2 separate regions of the Triticum aestivum genome follow, and region 1 is linked to region 2. A link is a contact called in public Hi-C data. All regions are on one chromosome and are shown on one strand. Each heading gives the region's core, a stretch centred on a gene start, on an enhancer-like site or on the middle of the called end of the contact. The rest is flanking DNA. Distances are from core to core; before and after follow the strand shown.

Evidence for each region. Hi-C and Micro-C count contacts between places; a contact is called where the count stands out from the background.
Region 1: a Hi-C map of leaf shows a contact between it and region 2, with 4 times the contacts expected there. The contact joins the promoter of LOC123128060 here to the promoter of LOC123128058 in region 2. A contact is called at or near these places in 2 of 5 Hi-C or Micro-C datasets (both in leaf).

Annotation. Positions count from the first base shown.
Region 1 is chr6A:492,795,831-492,802,760 of IWGSC CS RefSeq v2.1, forward strand. LOC123128060 (C2 and GRAM domain-containing protein At1g03370) reads left to right here and starts at 4,647. Exons shown (of 9, transcript XM_044547970.1): 1 at 4,647-5,803; 2 at 6,046-6,930. The coding sequence starts at 5,455.
Region 2 is chr6A:492,628,150-492,635,272 of IWGSC CS RefSeq v2.1, forward strand. It overlaps LOC123128058, which reads left to right and starts at 3,103. Exons shown (of 13, transcript XR_006462922.1): 1 at 3,103-3,405. LOC123128059 (myb-related protein Zm1) reads left to right here. Exons shown (of 2, transcript XM_044547969.1): 1 at 1-305; 2 at 392-1,499. The coding sequence starts at 37. The coding sequence ends at 1,121.

The DNA.
Region 1 (6,930 bases), core at 3,397-5,896, 170 kb after region 2:
ATTCAACTAAAGCTGGAGAAATAGACACCCGCTAGCCACCTGTGTGCGAAGCACGTCGGTAGAACCAGTCTCATGGACGCGGTCATGTAATGTCGGTTCGGGCCGCTTCATCCAACAATACCGCCAAATCAAAGTAAGACGTTGCCGGCAAGCAGTATGACTATTATCGCCCACAACTCATTGTGTTCTACTTGTGTATATAACATTTACACATAGACCTGGCTCGGATGCCACTGATTGGGAACGCAGTATTTCAAAAAAATTCCTATGATCACGCAAGATCTATCTAGGAGATCCATAGCAACGAGAGGGGAGAGTGTGTCCATGTACCCTCGTAGACCGAAATCAGAAGCGTTTAGTAACGCGGTTGATGTAGTCGAATGTCTTCACGATCCAACCGATCCAAGCACCGAATGTACGGCACCTCCGCGTTCAGCACATGTTCAGCTCGATGACGTCCCTCGATCTTTTGATCCAGTTGAGGATGAGGAAGAGTTCCATCAGAACGACGGCGTGATGACGGTGATGATGATGTTACTAGCGCAGGGCTTTGCCTAAGCACTACGACGATATGAACGAGGTGTGTAACTGTGGAGGGGGGCACCACACACGGCTAAGAGAAGACTTGATGTGCCTTTGGGATGACCCCTCCCACGTATATAAAGGGGGAGGAGAGGTGGCCGGCCCTAGGGGGGTGCGCCATGGGGGGAGTCCTACTTGTACTCCCGGTCCAAGTAGGATTCGGTCCCCCCCTTTCCTATTACAAGTAGGAGAAGAAGGGAAGGAGGAAGAGGAGAGAAGGAAGGAGGGGGGCGCCACCCCCTCCCCTTGTCCAACTCGGACTAGGCAAGGGGGGGGCAACCTCCTGGCCAGCCCTCTCTCTTCTCCATTAAGGCCCATGGTGGCCCATTAACCTCGGGGGGGGGGGGGTCCGGTAACCCCCGGTACTCCGAAACTTATCCGAAACGACCCGAACCATTCTGGTGTTCGAATGTAGCCTTCCAACATATGAATCTTTATGTATCGACCATTTCGAGACTCCTCGTCATGTCTGTGATCTCATCCAAGACATCGAACAAACTTCGGTTCATCAAAACACGAAACTCATAATACAAATCGTCATCAAACGTTAAGCGTGCGGACCCTATGGGTTCGAGAACTATGTAGACATGACCGAGACATATATCTGGTCAATAACCAATAGCGGAACCTAGATGCTCATATTGGCTCATATATATTCTATGAAGATCTTTATCGGTCAAACCGCATAACAACATACGTTGTTCCCTTTGTCATCGGTATGTAACTTGCGCGAGATTCGATCGTTGGTATCATCATACCTAGTTCAATCTCATCACCGGCAAGTCTCTTTACTCGTTCCGTGATGCATCATCCCATGACTAACTTATTAGTCACATTGCTTGTAAGGCTCATAGTGATGTGCATTACCGAGAGGGTCTAGAGATACCTCTCTGATACACGGAGTGACAAATCCTAATATCGATCTATGACAACTCAACAAACACCGTCGGAGACACCTGTAGAGCATCTTTATAATCACCCAGTTACGTTGTGACGTTTGATAGCACACAAGGTGTTCCTCCGGTATTCGGGAGTTGCATAATCTCATAGTCTGAGGAACATGTATAAGTCATGAAGAAAGTAATAGCAAAAAAACTAAATGATCATTATACTAAGCTACGGATGGGTCTTGTCCATCACATCATTCTCTAATGATGTGATCCCGTTCATCAAATGACAACACATGTCTATGGTCAGGAAACTTAACCATCTTTGATTAACGAGCTAGTCAATTAGAGGCATACTAGGGACACTCTGTTTGTCTATGTATTCATATATGTACTTAAGTTTCCGGTTAATACAATTTTAGCATGAATAATAAACATTTATCAAAATATAAGGAAATATAATAACAAATTTATTATTGCCTCTAGGGCATATTTCCTGCACACATGTCCAACCAAAAGCAACCATGTGCTCCTCTTCTCCTCTCTCTCCTACAAGCATGATAAATGGAGGGCACCACGCGTGGCCCAAGCTAGTCCTCGGCAGCAACCATGAATGCAAAAACCGAAATCCACACACAAGGATCCATGGAGTTCTCCTGGCCACGGGGTGCGTGGCTGAAAAAAAATCTCGGAGCTTGCCCTTCTCGGATGCAGCGTCTGACCCGTGGGGATGGTAACTCATTGGGAACAACTCTCACAATCACCAATAACAAATCTTTCAATCACAGGGAACAACTCTTAGAATCACAAGGAACACGAGGAAAATACTGGACACTGAAACGACCACCGCGTCGCTCGTCTTGGGCGTCATGGGGGAACGCAACCCCGCCGCCGCCAGTTCCACCCCTTGGTGCCCTCCTCTCGCCGGCCTCACCGGGGTGGTGGCGGGCCTCACCTCCAAAGGTGGCGTGGGAGTTATGCACTGAGCGCCGCGATTCTTCTCGATCAAGACACACGAAGGCTTCGTGGCTAGGTCGCATCGGCGGCTGATCTCGCGACAACAACTGTTGCTTGGGCCGTGGGGCTTGGATCTGCCCGGATCTGGCCTCCCTTGACGCGGCTACATCTCACTGGCAAAGGCATGGCAAGCCGACAACCCCGGGCATGCTGGTGGCATCATTCTACTCCTCCCTCATCTCCGTGGATCTGGAGCCTGCTTCTAAAATCCATTGGTGGTGGTGCCTAGGAGTGCGATTGCGGCACCGGCCGGTCGTCCAGGGTGCCGGGGTCTCCTCCCATGGCCGCGAGGTTGAGGTGGTGGCAGAGTGCCGCATTGTTTTGCCAGTATGGCTATATTATGGTCATCACTCCGGCTAGCAACGTCGGCCTCGTTACAATGACCATCGAAATGTCTTCAAGAGAGTTCCATCTCTACAAATCTGGTGGTTGACTTCGACTAAGAGATGTAAATTATGGACGACGACTTGACACAAAGGGATGATTGTACAGCTCTGTTACATATAGCTGATGGGATTGAGGAAAAGTGGTGGCGACAACACATTAGTGATTTTGACAGTGGTGCTACTCGAGCACCTGGTCTCAAGCTCCAGGGTAAAAGCCTAAGTCTAATCCGAGTTGGGTATACTTGGCAATGGCGATGTTTTACCTTGTTACCTTGTTGAAGGCATTATTCGGATATGCTCAAACTAATTCTTTTGGGTGAAAATCTAGATCCTGGCCTCGGATGATCAGATCCGGGGATGACGACGCTTAAGCGTTGCTCCCTTTCTGAAAGCGTTGTTGGTGAAGTACCTCGTCGTCTGTGTGGGTCATGAGTTAGTTAGTGCATCATGCGAATATGGTCGTTGTTATAGTTTACTGGCCGCGAATTTGATCGCTTTGGCGCTTTTTCCTCTTTTTCCACGCACACGCATAGCTTTGGTCCTATATGATTTTGCTATTTGCCAGCGTGTTTTGTGTGCATCTTAGCTATGCAGAGGTCGGATGTGTGCTCATTGTGTTTGTATCTTCTTGATGCTTTATTCTGAGTCAATAAAATTCACCCTTTGTCAAAAAAAAATCACAATGAACAACTCACAAACAGAAAAATGATTCAAAAGAGTAAGCAAAAACTCTCTGAATCATTAGGAACAAATCTCTCAATCACAAGTTGTTGCTTGTGTCATCATGGTCGTCATTGTCTTTGGCGGCATGTGTCTGTGCGTCCGTGCTCAAGTGCACATCATGCTCCATTGAGGAACTCGGAATATTAAAGTGTTTGATGAAATGCGTACATGGGCAGGGTTGAACAAATAGGGAAAATTTAATGACTACAGTTGGATGACTGGTTTCCGTGTCGTGTTCACGGACGCATCCGTATGTGGCACACAGACAGATAGTGTGTTTGTTTTAGGGGATAGCGTTGGAGATGCCCTAACCAAACAAACATGACGCGGGCAAAATCCTATGAAATTCAAGTGGATATGATAGCGCAATCATGTATTTTTCATGTACCGCGTTTTAGAATCATAAAAATCGAATACCCCAAAGTTTTTACAAGACTCAATTCCTATCAAATTTGTATGACCCAAACCGGTGGCGGATCCTGTAAGTGAAGATCAGGGGACCAATGTAGCAAGGTAGGGATTTCCATTTTGGGGGTAAAATGCAAGGAAATGACATCACGATATGCATGCACAAATGTATAAGGCAAATGTTGTACGACTATTGTTTTTTTACTTTTAGTTTCAGAAAAAAAATTAGCACCAACCGACCTCACCAAAATTCAGTGGATTACATTGATTTTGGTTTGCATTTCGGCCAAAGGGCAGAAATATTCATTTGAATTCAATTAAATATTTCAAAACATGTGAATGCCCGTGTACTACTGAAATTGCTGAAATATTTTGATCGAAATGTAAATATTTCAATGTCTACTGAAATTACCGAAATTCAGTGAATTTCATTGAAATCTCAGAGAGAGTGAAAACCACAGCCTACAACATAACAAGAGGGGAAAGGTTTCCACTTCTAGACATAAAAGGACTCTGTTGCCTAAATTGCAGGAGGGGGCAAAGCCGGGATAACTCAATCATGACCACCCGTTGCGAATCGATTGTCTGACATGTCTCTTACCATATTCAATCAAGATAGCTGCAGCTGTGCCTGTACTCGAGGCCTGCCCATGAAAACCCATCACGGGAAATCTCACCACTTCACACCGGAATCCCGAGTTCCTCAACAGCGACGCCGCGACGGCGACCGACTACAAACGCGGGGAGACGAGAGCCGGAGAAACAGACAAGGCGAAGAGACCCCGAACCGCCGACTCGGGAGCACACCAAAAACGGAGATGCGCCGCCAATAATTTAACAGTGCGCACCATCAAGAACACGATGCCTTTTTCCCCCATCCCACCCCTCGCTTCCTCCCCATTTCGCTTGTGTGTCGTTGACGAGATCTCGCGTCCATGTGCCCGGGGTTGTTTTCCTTTGACTTAATCCAACCAGGAAGAGGACTTCGAGCCGTGCGAAGCTAGTATATTGGCGGTCTGCTGGTTGCTCCCATCACTTGGTTTCCTCATCTTCTTGCCATTTCTCGTCTGCTTGTTTCTTCTTCTTCTCGCCCCCCTCCCCTGTCCGTCCCGGAGCGTGCAAAGTCTGATCTGGTTCTCCTCCTGCGTCCGTCCACATCCAGGGGGGGTCCTGGATTTGGAGACGGAGATTGGCACCTGGAAAGTGGCCGATGTGCCTGTCAGCCTTGTTGCTTTGCCGGGATTGGTAACGGGCGGGCGGGCGAGAAAGAATTGATGGGAGTTTGATTTGCCACTTTGATCTTGGGATTGGTTCTTGGGAGGCGGCGGTAGTTGGCCCGTTTCTTGGTTCTTTTGGGGCGGTGTTTGTTTGGGATCGGGAGAGGAGCAAGCCATTTCCGGGCGGTTCTCGTCGGGGGATTCGCGCGGCCTGAGGCAAGTTCCCCGGCGAAGATGAGGCTGACTGTGCGTGTGATCGGAGCGCGCAACCTGCGCGCCATGGATTTCAACGGGTTCAGCGACCCGTATGTGAAACTGCAGGTTGGGAAGCAGCGGTTCAAGACCAAGGTGGTCAAGATGAACCTGAACCCGGAGTGGGATCAGGAGTTCAGCTTCGTCGTCGCCGATGTCCGGGAGGTGCTCAAGTTAGATGTCTATGATGAAGACATGATCGGGACCGATGACTTCCTGGGCCAGGTGAGGGTGACACTGGAGGATCTTCTGGCCGTGGAGAACTTCTCGCTCGGTACGCGCTGGTACCAGCTTCTTCCCAAGACCAAGAGTGACAAGGCAATTAATTGTGGTAATTGTTTCGACTTCCAGTTTTTCTCTATTTGCTCATGGACGTTTGTAATGTTAAGTAATGTTTTTCTTTGTCTTTTTGCATATGGATTCAGTATTTGACTTCGTGAAATTACAGCATGTAGTCATTTATCTATTGCTAACTGTAAGATCTACAAGGGCATGAATTCTACTTACTATGTAATTGTGCGAAATATGCTGGGCACTTAGCTGTTTTTTTTGTTATTTCGTTGCATCCTGCAGGGGAGATTTGTCTTGCAATATCTTTAGAAACAGCTGGGGCCACACGATCATGGTCCGATGATCTTGCAACTGAACTAACTGGTACACAGAAAGAGGATTCATTGCAATCAAGTCAAAGCGCAGGATCATCATCAGCGGCATTAGCTTATGAAGAAAATGAAGCTTCTAAAGAAGATAATGTTAATGAGTATTTTTCTGATGGAACTGAAATCCCTGAAGATGACAAATGTGGCGAAGTGAGAGATCCAGAGGACAGGTTTAATGGGATTCCTACTGAAATTTCTAATGAAGCCGAAACTTCTAAAACAGAAAAGCTTGACAAGCCCTCGCTTGTTGATCGTGTCTATCAAATGTTTGCCAAGAAAAATGATGATATTTCGTCAACATCATTGACAAAGACCGAGGCTTTAGAAGAAGTTCAGCAAGCACCAGCAGTATTTGAGGCTCCTTTAAGCCAAAATAGTGACATTTCTTCAGAGATTACATTTGCTGAACTATTGAGATCTTTTGAATCGAGGCACGAAGAAGTCGAAATGCCTGTGAATTTACAAGGAATTCTTGTTAACCAGTCATATTTTACGTCACCTAGTGATTTGAATAACCTTCTCTTCTCACCAGATTCAGATTTTCGGCAAACATTGGTTCAGCTTCAGGGTTGTACTGATTTCAAAACTGAACCCTGGAGAATTGATAATGATGGGGAGTCCCTGAAGAGAGTGATAAGTTATACAACTGCACCATCCAAATTGGTTAAAGCTGTAAAGGCAACAGAGGAACAATCTTATTTGAAGGCTGATGGAAAAGAGTATTCAGTTTTATTAAGTGCTAGCACTCCTGATGTTCCTTGTGGTACTTATTTTCGGACAGAGGTTCTTTTCCGTATTA
Region 2 (7,123 bases), core at 1,853-4,352:
ACGAGCGAGCAGAGTGGTCTGGTGAGGTGGCCGATTATGGGGCGAGGCAGGGCACCGTGCTGCGCCAAGGTCGGGCTCAACAGGGGCTCCTGGACGCCGCAGGAGGACATGCGCCTCATCGCCTACATCCAGAAGCACGGCCACGCCAACTGGCGCGCCCTCCCGAGGCAGGCCGGCCTGCTCCGCTGCGGGAAGAGCTGCCGGCTCCGGTGGATCAACTACCTGCGCCCCGACCTCAGGCGCGGCAACTTCACCGCCGAGGAGGAGGCCACCGTCATCAAGCTGCACGCCTTGCTCGGCAACAAGTAAGCTTAGCTTGCGTGCATTCGGTTCCGAGATTGATTGATTGATTGATTTGGTGTGTTCTGATCGGATTTTGTTATTTGTCCAGGTGGTCCAAGATCGCGGCGTGCCTGCCCGGGAGGACGGACAACGAGATCAAGAACGTCTGGAACACGCACCTGAAGAAGAAGGCGTCGGAGCAGAAGCCAGGCGTCGGCGGGAGCAAGGGCGAGCCGGCCGACGGAGACCCCGACACGCCCGTCCCCTCGTTGTCTTCGGCGTCCTCGTCGATGACGACAAGCGAGGGGTCCAACGGCGGCGCCGGGGAGCAGTGCGGCACGAGCAACGAGCCCGAAACGATGGACGTACCGTCGCCTCTCGAGCTGGAGCTCGAGCCGGTCATGGACATCCTGGGCATGCTGGCCGACGCGCCCACGGAGGCGCTCGCGACGGCGGCGCCAATGCCAACGTCTTCGTGCTCGTCGTCCTCCCCGACGACGTGCGCCGGGGGCGGCGGCGGGGTGGAGGAGCTGCTCGAGCTGCCGGACATCGACATGGACGCCGACATCTGGAGCATCATCGATGACGATGTCGCGCGCCTACAACAAGGCGATGCAACAGTGCCATGTACGACCAAGGCCAGCCCGGAGGAGGAGGGAAACGAGTGGTGGTTGGCGGATTTGGAGAAGGAACTCGGCCTGTGGGGGCCCACGGAGGAATCCCAGCCCCAGGCGGGCCCACACGACCAGATAGGCTACCCGGGCCAGGACATGGAAATGGTGATGTCCTCCTCCTACCCGCAGTCCAGATCGGATCATGAGGCGTCCAATTCTGAATAGAAGGCTGGGATCCACGGCGGTCCCATCGGATGCACGAGATCAAACATTACAACTTGGAGAAGTTTTTAACGAAACGTTTGAGTTGCCTATTTGATGTCATTGATGATAGAATGCACATACAAATTAAAGGAATGAAAATTTAGGTCAATACAAGGCCAAGTAACACGAGTATCATCTAGATACATCCATACCTGCGACAGGTAATTCGGAACGAAGGAAGTAACAGTTTTTAACCAAATGTACCATGGCATGTATGCAACAGCACTCCATGGTTCAACAGCCAGCGAGAAGTGCTATGCAAACATGCGTACCGATGTTGTATGTCATTTGGTTACTACAGTTCGTAATAAGAAATTGCAACTAATTTGTACTGTACCATGCACATATACTGCACAGCGTCATGGTGACGTAAGGGCTGGATCATCCCATGGCCCACCACTACCACGCCATCATGTATGCCTTTTGAAGAAATCATCACCGGGCTCTGATTATGCATTCTAAAGCAACTTGCTTTTGCTAATGCGATGTGGCCTTTTTCTTCTCCTTTAGCTTGCTTTTATTTTATTTTATTTCTTTGGATTTGATTGCGTGTTGCTTCGGGTGAGCAAAATCACATGAAACTTGATGATAGAGAAGTTGGTCACCTAAGCAGTGAAATGGGAGCATGGGAATGGGGCCATATTTTGGTGGTGACGCGTTCTGAATTTTAAGGGCCCGCATTCCTTTTCAGAAGCATCATACGGCATATTAGTCATTGTTCATGTTGTTTTTTTCTCTTTTTCTGAGATCCACTCCTTTTTGGGAAAACCGACAATTCGATTCAGCTCGTGCCTCAAACTTTCGATGATAAACACTTTGTCAATTTGGGTGAAAACAACTTTGGTGATGCGACGATGTTGCGCCTTGGCAATCGCTAACAACTCGAACGAGTTATTGATCCAATGGTTGGCTAGGACTCACGGGTTTGTGCGGTGTTTCATAAAATGGTTGATGCTTGGTTTGTTGGATTTGTATCGACGAACCCCACGTCATACATGTGTTGGATCTTTTTTAAGCATGTTGCTCATAACTTCGCCACAATATCCCTGGTTTGACTCGGTTTATCGTGAAAAGTCAGTAGGAGTGCCACCTAGTAGCCCTAAAAACATATAAGAGAGAAAACAACACTAAATTATAACAACTAATGAGATATTTCAAGGTAAACTCAAGAGTATCATGATTAAACTCCAAAAAATGACAAGTACACTATATGGAGTGCCTCTTCCCTTGAGTTGGTTTTAGTGGGAGTGAAACGGTTACATGCACCCATGTGGGAATTTATGTAGGCCAGGGGGCCTTGACAAAATGACCAAGCAACCTTGAGGTGATAGATAGGTGGGGTAAGGTGGTAAAATATCCATGTAGTAGGAGGGGGGTGCACGGTCCATGTTGGACTTGCAAGCTCATCCATCCGATTAACAACTTCTTTCTCTCAGAGTCTTTATCCTTACATTTACTTTCTATTCAAAAATATTTGTTGATTGAATTTAAATACTTTTTTTAATATCGTCTCATCTCTTTGTTGGTCGTGATCAATTGCTTAGACTTGTATTGACATGAGGTTGATGATTTGCCACATAAATGTTATGTAGGACTAGGCCCGGATAAAATTAACCATTCCTAAAATAGAAATGTATGTGTATTTTCAGAACAAATGCCCATGTATTTTCAAATAGATGTGCATGACTTTGAAAAAAAGTCTGTCTGCAAAAAGTGCATGCATCTATGGCAAAAAAAAGAAAGCAGAAAATAAATTTAACATAAAAATTAAAAAGAAAAATAATAATGAAAAGGAAATGAAATAAAAATACTAATATTAATAAAAAGACAATAAATAAAAATATACAACCAGAAAAGGAGAAAAGCGAAAATTTACACGCAAAATAAAAAAGGGCAAAGAAACTGACCATGGGCCGATAATGGTGCGACAGGCGATCCTCGCGGCCCATTATCAGCGATACATCCTCCCAGTAGCTTTTTCGTTTCTGCGGCTGGGAGGCTTGAGCTGTCTATCCCCAAGAACAGAAACACCAGTCAGTTTCAGGCTTGTGCGCCGCGCAGCGGCGACCACGATGCTGAAGGCTCTTCCCGCGCGCTTCCTCGTCGTCTCGCCGGAGCCCGGGGGGCGGCGCCCGAGGCCTCGTCGACGATCCCTACGGCCCATTTCGTCGGCGCTGATGACCAACCCCGCGTACTTCGAGGTGGGCAGATTATTGGGTAGCTATGGCTTCATGAACATCACAAGGTCAGCATGTTTGGGTCCTCTCTCCTTTCCGTTTTCCTTCAGAACTAAGAGTTTGTAGTACCCGAGATGTGTGCTTACGTTCTGAGCTGATTCAAAACTTAGGACGATAGGGTTGTGTGCGGGAGTGGAATTAGTTCGAGCATTCGTACTGTTCTCTAGCATGTTACTTAGGTTATTTTATTAATTAGTTGTTTCCAGCAGAAATCACTGGAAATGGCAACTCTCTGTGTGTTTTTCTTGGGGTGAAACATTGCTTTGGGGACATTCTTGTGGTGAGATTGACAGAATATGGTTAAATTATTCAGGATACAGTGTGTTTTTGACATTTCCCTTTGCTTGGTTAGCTTGTTATATTTGTGTCGAATATATTATGTATGCAAAGAGTTACATGGACTTGGAGTTGTAATTGGTGTGGTTAGGTACGAGTTGTGTAGGAGTCGGACACTTGTATCCTAGGCCTCTTATATACGGAGGGACACCACACGTTGTAACCCATGACGACTTGATAGCAACAGGTACGCGGGGGAGCCGACGGCTTGTGCCGGCGCCCGGGCGGCCGGTGTTGCGGTATCTTGGGGAGAAGCGCCCGTAGTCATGCCCCGGGGTTGTAGCCATACCGGTGAACCTCGTTAACAAATATCGTGCCTCGGTGTGTCGTCTATGATCTTGCATTAGCGTTTTATTCTAACAAGTGATATCATGAGCAAGGTTGCGAGAAGGCTATGCGGAACATCATCCGAAGGTACGAGGATCATGCTCGACAGTGCCATGGAACGTCCGATTGGTGCAAGGTGGAGCATGGCGGCGATCGCGAAGGCGGTCGATGGTGTCGGACACTTCGGGCAGGAGGCCTGGACCATTCGATGGGCTGCGGCCGGTAAGGATCGGCTAGACTGGCGATCGGACCGGCGTAGTGGCTGTTGAAGACGTTGCGGAGGCGATAGATTCGGCTCGTGATCAGACCGGCGACCAGACGTGGGGGACGGCTAGATAGATCGGAGTGTGAGAGCATCGAGATGATGTGCTCGGTGTTGTACAAGGGCGACGGCGCGGCACTGCGGACGTATTGTGTCGACGACGTGGATGGCCAAGATACGGCACAGCTCGTATACAGATGATGCGCGAGGTGGCGACTGTTTCCGGCAGGGTTGGCGTGCGGCGAGTACGCACGACAGGGCCAGTTACAGATCGCTGGCGAAAAACCAAGAAACAGAGACCAGGAAGGCGAGCAGTCGTCGAGACTGGCGGCGAGTTTTTCCGAGGCGACGCAGATAGAGGGAAGGGAAGCCACGGCAGGGTACACGGGACCGCCGCTCGGATGCGTACGGTCCCCGCGTGCGGCAGGCTACGCGAGACAGCCGAGCTGGGTTGCGTGCATTAGCAGGACTCGGCAGGGCGTACAGTGCGAAAGGAAAGAGTCCAGAAGATAAGCAAGCATGCATGTCGGTTTGGATTTGAAGGAATCATGTACGTGCACCTGGGGCAGTGCTGAACCGTGATGGCAGGACTAGTGCCTGGCCTAGGCATGGTATAGGGGCACTGTTGGATGCGTGTATGGTTTTGGAGATCTTTTGTGCGTGCATGTTGGGTCCATGACGGTTGGTTCACGACTCGGATAGGGACTCGATGCAAGCCGTGGAATACTTGGACTCGTTCTTCGTGTCAGAGAGGAAAAGCAAGGCCGGCTATATCCAGCGTAGATAAAAGGCTGGTGGCGACGAGGCAAACAGGCGCAAAATCGTCTGCAGGTTCAGGAAAAGGTGGAGCGGCTAGTTTCGGCTGAGAGCAAATTCATCTGCACGTTACGGCACAAGGCTTCATGCTGATTTTCTGAAGGGCGGACAGGGACGTTGTGCTGGTCATATTTGTTGGTTAGATCGCGGACTGCGGCGTGGCTTCAGACGAGGAATACGGGATCAATGATCATTTTCGTGAGGAAGTCGCAGAGGAAAAGGGCGGTAAGACCGGCGGCAACAGGTCGGTTAGATCGCGGCTCGGCATGGCGCTGGGATTCACCAGGTTTGATTTGGAGAAATTCGATGGCATGGGTAACTTCGGTCTATGGCAGACAAGAGTCAAGGATATTCTAGCGCAGCAGGGAATCTTGAAGGGTTTGCAGGAGACGAAGCCGGCCAAGGTTGACAACGATGCGTGGGAGGATATGCAAGTGCAGGCGGCCGCTACCATACAGCTTTGTCTTGCGGATTAGGTCATGTATCATGTCATGGACGAAGATACTCCTAAGGGAATTTGGGACAAGTTGGCAAATCGTTATATGTCCAAGTCAGCGACCAATAAGCTGTATTTAAAGCAAAAGTTCTATGGGTTGAAGATGCAAGAGGGGTCGGATCTTGTGGAGCATGTGAATGCCTTTAATCAGTTGGTCACGGATCTAGCGCGTCTGGATGTGAAGATTGAGGACGAGGATAAGGCACTACTTCTTCTTGTTTCGTTGCCACCGTCCTATGAGCATTTGGTCATTACATTGACACATGGAAAGACAACCGTCAATAATGAGGAAGTCACTACAACGTTGCTTGGACATGAGTTGAGGAAGCAAAATAATGCTACAGAGGAGAGTACTCAAGGTTTTGGGTTGGCAGTTAAAGGTTATCAGATCAGGAAGGGACAAGAGGCGAGTTATTTACCCAAAGCCACCACATTTGAGGCTAGGGTAACAACTTGGTACTACATTTGTGCCAGGGCACAAAAAACCACCGAAATTGCGCCTAATCTGTAACCCGGAGCACTGATGCTCAGATTTGGTCGCAGAAATAGCGGATCTGACCAGTGGGGCCAACCTGTCAGGCCGATGTGGCATGCCTACATGGATAAATTTGCTGAGGTGGCCGAAGGCCCCATCTGCCAGCCTCTCTCTGATTCCCCCCTTTCCCCCAGGCACCTTCTTCTCCACCAACACGACACAGCCAGCCAAATCCGCCGCCGCCGCTGGAGACTTACCCCGGCGAGCCACCCCACCCCGACGAGCCTCCTCGCTACCCTAGCCACTGGCCCGCGTGGATCCAACCCCAGAAACACCCCTAGCCCTTTGTTTCGCCTGGATCCGGCGAGGATCCACCCCATCGCCCAAATTGTAGTGGATCTCGTCGGAGCTCAGGGTGCGGCAGCTAAACCTTGCGCGAGACTACGGGGACTCGGGGACACGCACGCTAGCCACGGTGCGCTCGGCGGTGCGGATAGCAAGACTTAGAGACGTCGCAAATCGTGACTTCACCATCAATGGCGGACGGCGGGGCGGTTTCTCGCGGACAGCCATGCTAAAGGAAGTGTGGATTCGATTGGATGCCATATAGAGCTTCATGAGGAAGCGGAGGATCCGAGGAAGGTAGGTGGAGGCTGGGATACGCCAGAGTGGAAGATAGTGCAGCGGCGCTCATCACCGGAGACGGTGAAGAAAGAGCCCGTGCCGGCGATTCCGGGTACTTTCCTGCTGATTTCTTAGCAAGAGGGGGATTGGGGACTGAGGGAGGGACCTCATGGAAAGAATGGAGGAGGTAGGGACACATCACAGAAAGAGATTGATGCCTGGTGGTTGTCTTCCCCGAGTCCGGTCACAGCGAAGCTAGTAATCCCGTACAAACCAGAGAGCCCCTACCTGATTCGCTCCTCCACAAGTAGTTTTTCTTTTAGAATAATACATCCAGAAGAAGTAGTTGGGGGGCTGACAGCGGGACCCGACATCCACCTCAGCTATTTG